2 separate regions of the Mus musculus genome follow, and region 1 is linked to region 2. Evidence: chromatin contacts called from public Hi-C data. All regions are on one chromosome and are shown on one strand. The core of a region is the stretch at or near the end of the contact, and the rest is flanking DNA. Distances in the headings are between cores, read along the strand shown. Region 1 holds the start of Csrnp1 (cysteine-serine-rich nuclear protein 1). Region 2 holds the start of Cyb561d2 (cytochrome b-561 domain containing 2).

Region 1 (2,700 bases), core at 182-2,681, about 12 Mb after region 2:
GAACTGGGGACGAGGCAGGCTCCTCTGAAGGAGGGATGTTGGCAGAGTTCCAGATTGGGGGGGGGGGGTCACACTGCATGGTACAGGGACTGGAGCAAGGACAGCCAGTGCGCCTTCTGGTGGCGATGCAACTAAGAGGGCCTGTGTTAGCCCGAGGGCACAGGAAGCCACCCAAGTGCGTAAGTAAGGACTGACAATTCTAGATTTGCATGGTTGAAAGATGGCTCAGCGCCTGAGCCAGAGAGGGTGTGACCCGTAGGACACAGGGTAGGGCCAGGTGAACTGACAGGACAAGCGCAAAGGAGAAAAGGGGGTGGATTTGGTGACAGCTCGGGAGATGTGGGCGGGGCTGTCAAAGATTTGGGGGCAGAGAGTATTGACTTACTCTCTGCAGAAGGCTGAGACTTCGGTCCAGAGATGTTGGGTGGGTAGCTAGAGAGGAGGGAGGAATTCTCTGTTGTCAGGAAGGTGGGCTACATCTGGGAGTGACTGTATCGGCAACCCGAGTGACTAAGTGTGTGGCCGTTGCTGTGGTGTAGGCTTTTCTACAGTACATGAAGGCGAAAGGACCTCCGGGAAGGGGAAACTGAGGAAGGAGAGGAAATGCATGCAGAAGAGGGAGTAGAGGTGCGTGGGAGAGAGCCTACGTGTGCCCGCGGGTGGTCGGTGTAGCTGCGCCCCGGTGACTCACGGCAGTGGCCTCTGAGTGTGACGGTGACAGGTGAACATACGACACAATCCTTCTCCCCCCCGCCTCCCTCCCGGGGTCCGTGACTCACCAAGCCTCGCTCATTCCTCACTCATCCCTCCAAACCCTCCCTGACCCCCGCCTGCCGAGGGCGCCCGGCACACGCCGCAGCTCGGGCACCCTCCCCCTAGGGAGCCCGAGGAGGAAGACGACCAATGTCACCTGCCCCGGCCACGCGAGTAACTTCTGAAAAGTTCTCAGGCAACTAGGTCAAAAGGAAACTCACCCGCGGGCACGCGCGCCCCGTCCCACTGCCACCTGCGCCCGGCTTTGGGGCGCCTGGACATCTGGGGTAACCACAACGAGGCGGGGGAGGGGAAGCCTGCCCCCCCCCCGCCACCTCGCAGCCGTGGGCTCTCACTCCAGGCGCCAGATCTCCAGTCGGGCTCGGAGGCCGGATCCCGGCGTCCCCTCCGGAGGACCCAAGGGAGATCAGCGGGGAGCTGGAGTGACAGCGCCACTCACCCGAGACGCCCCCTGCCCCATTTCCCATCCCGCCGCGTTCAGGAACCGTGGCACTCACCTAAGCTAGCAGGGCTCGCCCAGTTCACCGAAGCCACTCGTGTGCCGGCCCCAGGGTCGCAGCGCACACAGCGACCCGCAGTGCGCTCGGCCGGGCGGCCGTCGGTGCAGCCGGCCCAGGTCTGCGCGTCCGGCGGCGGCGGGAGAGACTGGCTCAGCCCCGGCCCCGCCCGCGGCTCCGCCCTCCTCGTCAGTGGAAAACTCCGGGGCTCACGGCGCTGACGCACGCCGGGCCTCCCGCCAGGCCGCCCCGCAGCCCGCAGCCTTCGGCCCCGCCCCGGAGGCACCGCCCCCTCCCCCGCCTCGAGCCTCCCCGCGGACTGTGACCGGGCCGCGACGCCGCTGCTCCGCGCTCGGCTCCTAAGATCGCGGAGCCGAGCTTCGTGCAGAGCCGGGTCCTAGAGATGCCCGCTTCTCCACGCCGAGCAGTCCCGAGCTGCAGACTGGGTAGACTGAGGCTGCGAGCGATGGAAGCTCCTCCCCTGCCTCCACCCGCCCAGGGCAGATTATTATCAATTCAATCTGAGGACCCTTCCCCGGCCCTCACCCCACCTCTTTTTCCCAGATCCCGCAGAAAGTTAGCTCAGACTGGAGACCAGCCAGGGATGAGGAGAGAAGAAAAGGTCATCCTAGGGCCTGGCCTTCACCTCTGCCCTCGGGCCAGAGCCCTTACTCCGAACAATACCTAAAGTAGAGATTGCTGGAACCAGCTTCCCCACCCCCATCCCTCCTTAAAAAAAAAAAAAAAAAGAATCTGGTTTCTCCTAGGCCGGACCCTGGCTACTTACAGCGGATTGCTGCCTCCTCTGCTCCCGCCAAGACCTTCCTTAGGCTCGCAGCCAACTCCCTGTACTACTAGGCAGAAGAAAGTGTGTTCTAGCAGTCAACTTCTCTCTCAGGAGCCCACCCGAGTCCTCGTCAGCCCACGGCAGGGCCAGTTCGACCCAGTACCTAGAGCGCTTTTCTCTCCCGTTCTGACTGCACCGCCTGGAACGTTTCACCCTCACTCTGCTCACCTGAGGGAATCCCAACAACGTCTAGGATGGCTCAGCAAGGACTGCCTCCTCCTCCTGGAAGCCTTCGTGGAAGCTCGACCCTCCCCCTCCCAGCCCCGCTCCCGCTGCATTCTGGGTTCTTCTGACTGTCCTAGATGAATGCTGTCAGTGGCTAGTCCAACCCTCAGGATTCCATTCTCCCCTCCCCCGGGTGTAGTAGGGAGGTGACCTTCTGTCCTGCCTAAATGGCACCGAGGGTGGGGAGGATGACGGGCCCTTTCTTCAGTCTTCAGTCCTGGATGTACATGTGTACAGAGGACAAGCAGAGTGGGGGTGGGGGAGTCAGCCTGCCCTTTATCTGTGGTAATCTGGGGTCTGAGATCCTCAACACACAGCTTTGGTACACAGAAGCTGCCGGGTGGCTGAGTCTGCTCA
Region 2 (2,892 bases), core at 187-2,686:
CAGCCTCCAAATGCCATTTCTCAGCTTCCTAGCTGGAGGTGAGAGAAGCCGCCCTTTTGTGCTTGGGTGAGCTTCATCTGTTCGTCCTGGGTCATGAATACCGTTTTCAAGCCTTGGATATTCGTCAGAAGCAGGAGTGAGGACATACAGCTCGTCTACACTGGCACTAAATGCCTACAAGGATTCTGAGAGCCACCAACAACGCCCACATTCTACCCCTAAAAGCTACCCAAACCCACTACTTACAGCCAGAGACATAAGAACGGGGTGCCAGGAGAACAGACCTGGAATGAGAAGAGGGCGCCTCATGGAACTAGGGAAAAAGAAACCAGCATACCAGGCTCTATAGCCGGGATGGACAGCCCATCCATCACCCAAGGAGGGGTCAAAATGCGAGCCTCCTCCAGTAACAAGCTCATCTTACCCACCCCCTGTTCTCTTCCCTGGACAGAAAGCACGCTCTGCCACTCCTCTGGCGGCTCCTTCCTCCAGCATCCCCACAAGTCAGGAATGAAATGCCAAATCAAAGGAAGAGAAGCCATGTACTTAAAGCTTGCCCTGGCGGGCAGAGCCCCCACACTGGTCTGCTCTTCCCACGACGTTAAATACGTTCAACAGAGAATATCCTTCAGCCAGTCAATCCTGTTCTCAGGAGTTACGCCCATCGTTTCCTACTGCCCCCTGTTCCCCAAGAGAAGTAGCTTTTCCCTTCCCATAAGTGGACTATGAATTCTACTTACTGGAGCCAGGTCTGGCAAGCACAGCAACAAAGATGGTAAAGCCTAACGCCACGAGGTGGGCTGCAGCCCCAGAGGCAGTGCGCAGAGCTCGGTAGATATGCGACTCCGTCTCCACAGAAAGGGCCATGGTCAGCCCAGCCGATAGCTGCACAGCCTGAAAGCATCGTAGGCGTTGGCAAGAGTGCCCACTGTCCACGCCCCTCACTGGGGACAGTAACTCAGGACAGAAATGGCACCTTTTCCCGGAGAAGTTATGACAGGAGCAGAGTAGTGCCGGCACTAACAGTCCCAACTTAGCAGTCTACCTGTCAAACACCTGTATTTGAAGTGGTAACGATCGCACCTTCCAAGTGGGAGGAGGAAGACTACAAATCCCAGAATGCAGCACGTCATCGTTAGCCGGAACGGAAGGCGTGGAGCACTACGGGAATTGTATTTCCCAGCTGCTTCCCTACCTAAGCGTGAATTTCTTTGCACACTGCCTCCCCATGTGCACCTGACACGCTGTACCTCCACCGTAGAATTTTGCCCTCCTCACCTGCTTCTCAGGTTCTACGCAGTGACTTCCTCCAAAATAAACTGGACCCTCGGCCCCGCCAGCCGCGCCACCGCTCCGTTACGGAGTAGCTTCACTTCCGGGTGCGATGTCTACCCACCCGAGACTTCCTGGGACAAGCCCCCTCCCATCCCATCCAGCGGCAACCACGCCCCCTGAGTCGCCCTGCGCAGGCGCTGTTGAGTTGACGGCTCGTTGGGTTTGCGCTCACAAACCTGTGTGACCTACCCGGGCCTCTTTCTCTTTTTGACAGGGTATTCCAAGGCGTAGAGGCGATCCCCACACGAAAAACAGGGATTACAGACTTGGATCCAGACAGCGCCATGGGCAGCAGCTGCCGCATCGAATGTATATTCTTCAGCGAGTTCCACCCAACGCTGGGACCCAAAATTACCTATCAGGTGCCTTCCACACTCCCGGACTAGGCGAGGGGAGGGATGCTCTCTGGAGCTCAGCTGGCCGCCTGGAGGGGTTGTGGTTCATCCACGCGTGTCTCTTCCATTGAATGGAGAGGGTACACAGACCCAGGTCTCCGGTTTCTAGTGTGGGGGAGGAGTTTTGTCCCCCAAACTGAATCAGGTTCTAGTGTGGGGGAGGAGTTTTGTCCCCCAAACAGAATCAGGCTATAGGTTTCGGGGAGGTGCTAAGGCTCATGAAGGTTTAGATGACCCAAGAGAAACACTGGACCAAGACAAATGATATATAAAAGTTAGGTGAGGGTAGAAAGGGGTATTCCAGGTAGTGGGAATAGTGAACGCAAAAGCCAAGGGAGCTTGCCAAAACATAGCATGTGTTTGGAAGCACAAAGTAGACCACTGGGTGGATGAGGGAAGAAAACGGTAGAGGGACTTGTGCCTGGGTGGGCTGTAAAAATCTGCCCGGACCCAACGTCCACTGAGGGAGCTCTCTCTCATGGCTGCCTTCTCCAGGTCCCTGAGGATTTCATCTCGCGAGAACTGTTTGACACGGTCCAGGTGTACATCATCACCAAGCCCGAGTTACAGAACAAGCTCATCACTGTGTGAGGCTTTAGTTGGGTGGGAGGAGAGGGGTCCCAGCCTGGCTTGGGGGTGGGGGTGGGGGCGGGGCAGGCTGACTCTGTTCTACCTCTCCAGCACAGCCATGGAGAAGAAGCTGATTGGCTGCCCCGTGTGCATTGAACACAAGAAGTACAGCCGCAATGCTCTCCTCTTCAACCTGGGCTTTGTGTGTGACGCTCAGGCTAAGACTTGTGCCCTGGAACCCATCGTTAAAAAGCTGGCCGGCTACTTGACCACGCTGGAGGTCTGCAGCAAGATGGGGCCAGGGTGGGTGGGTGGGTGCGTCCGTGGTGGGCACAGGTGGGGAGAGAGTTCCTGTGTCTTGAATCCCCAGCCTCCAGCAGCTAGCTCCATGTTGCTGCAGCAGGGAGCCTGAGGTGTGGTCACTCACTGTGCTGTCTGTGTCTTCCCCAGCTTGAGAGCAGCTTTGTATCCAACGAGGAGAGCAAGCAGAAGCTGGTGCCCATCATGACCATCCTGCTGGAAGAGCTGAATGCCTCCGGCCGCTGCACTCTGCCCATTGGTACGGCCGCCTCTGCCAGGACGGCAGATGAAC

The links. Hi-C and Micro-C count contacts between places; a contact is called where the count stands out from the background.
Region 1: a contact with region 2 is called in a Hi-C map of B cells, with 5 read pairs. The contact joins the promoter of Csrnp1 here to the promoter of Cyb561d2 in region 2. A contact is called at or near these places in 1 of 39 promoter capture datasets (maxillary cranial neural crest) and 1 of 484 Hi-C or Micro-C datasets (B cells).

The regions. Positions count from the first base shown.
Region 1 is chr9:119,982,348-119,985,047 of GRCm38.p6, forward strand. It overlaps Csrnp1 (cysteine-serine-rich nuclear protein 1), which reads right to left and starts at 1,432. Exons shown (of 5, transcript NM_001357562.1): 1 at 1,272-1,432. Gm33800 (a long non-coding RNA gene) reads left to right here and starts at 1,498. Exons shown (of 4, transcript XR_871355.3): 1 at 1,498-2,700.
Region 2 is chr9:107,540,757-107,543,648 of GRCm38.p6, forward strand. It overlaps Cyb561d2 (cytochrome b-561 domain containing 2), which reads right to left and starts at 1,437. Exons shown (of 4, transcript NM_001357289.1): 1 at 1,279-1,437; 2 at 741-894; 3 at 247-284. The coding sequence starts at 867. Nprl2 (NPR2 like, GATOR1 complex subunit) reads left to right here and starts at 1,453. Exons shown (of 11, transcript NM_018879.2): 1 at 1,453-1,697; 2 at 2,226-2,317; 3 at 2,412-2,580; 4 at 2,751-2,859. The coding sequence starts at 1,620.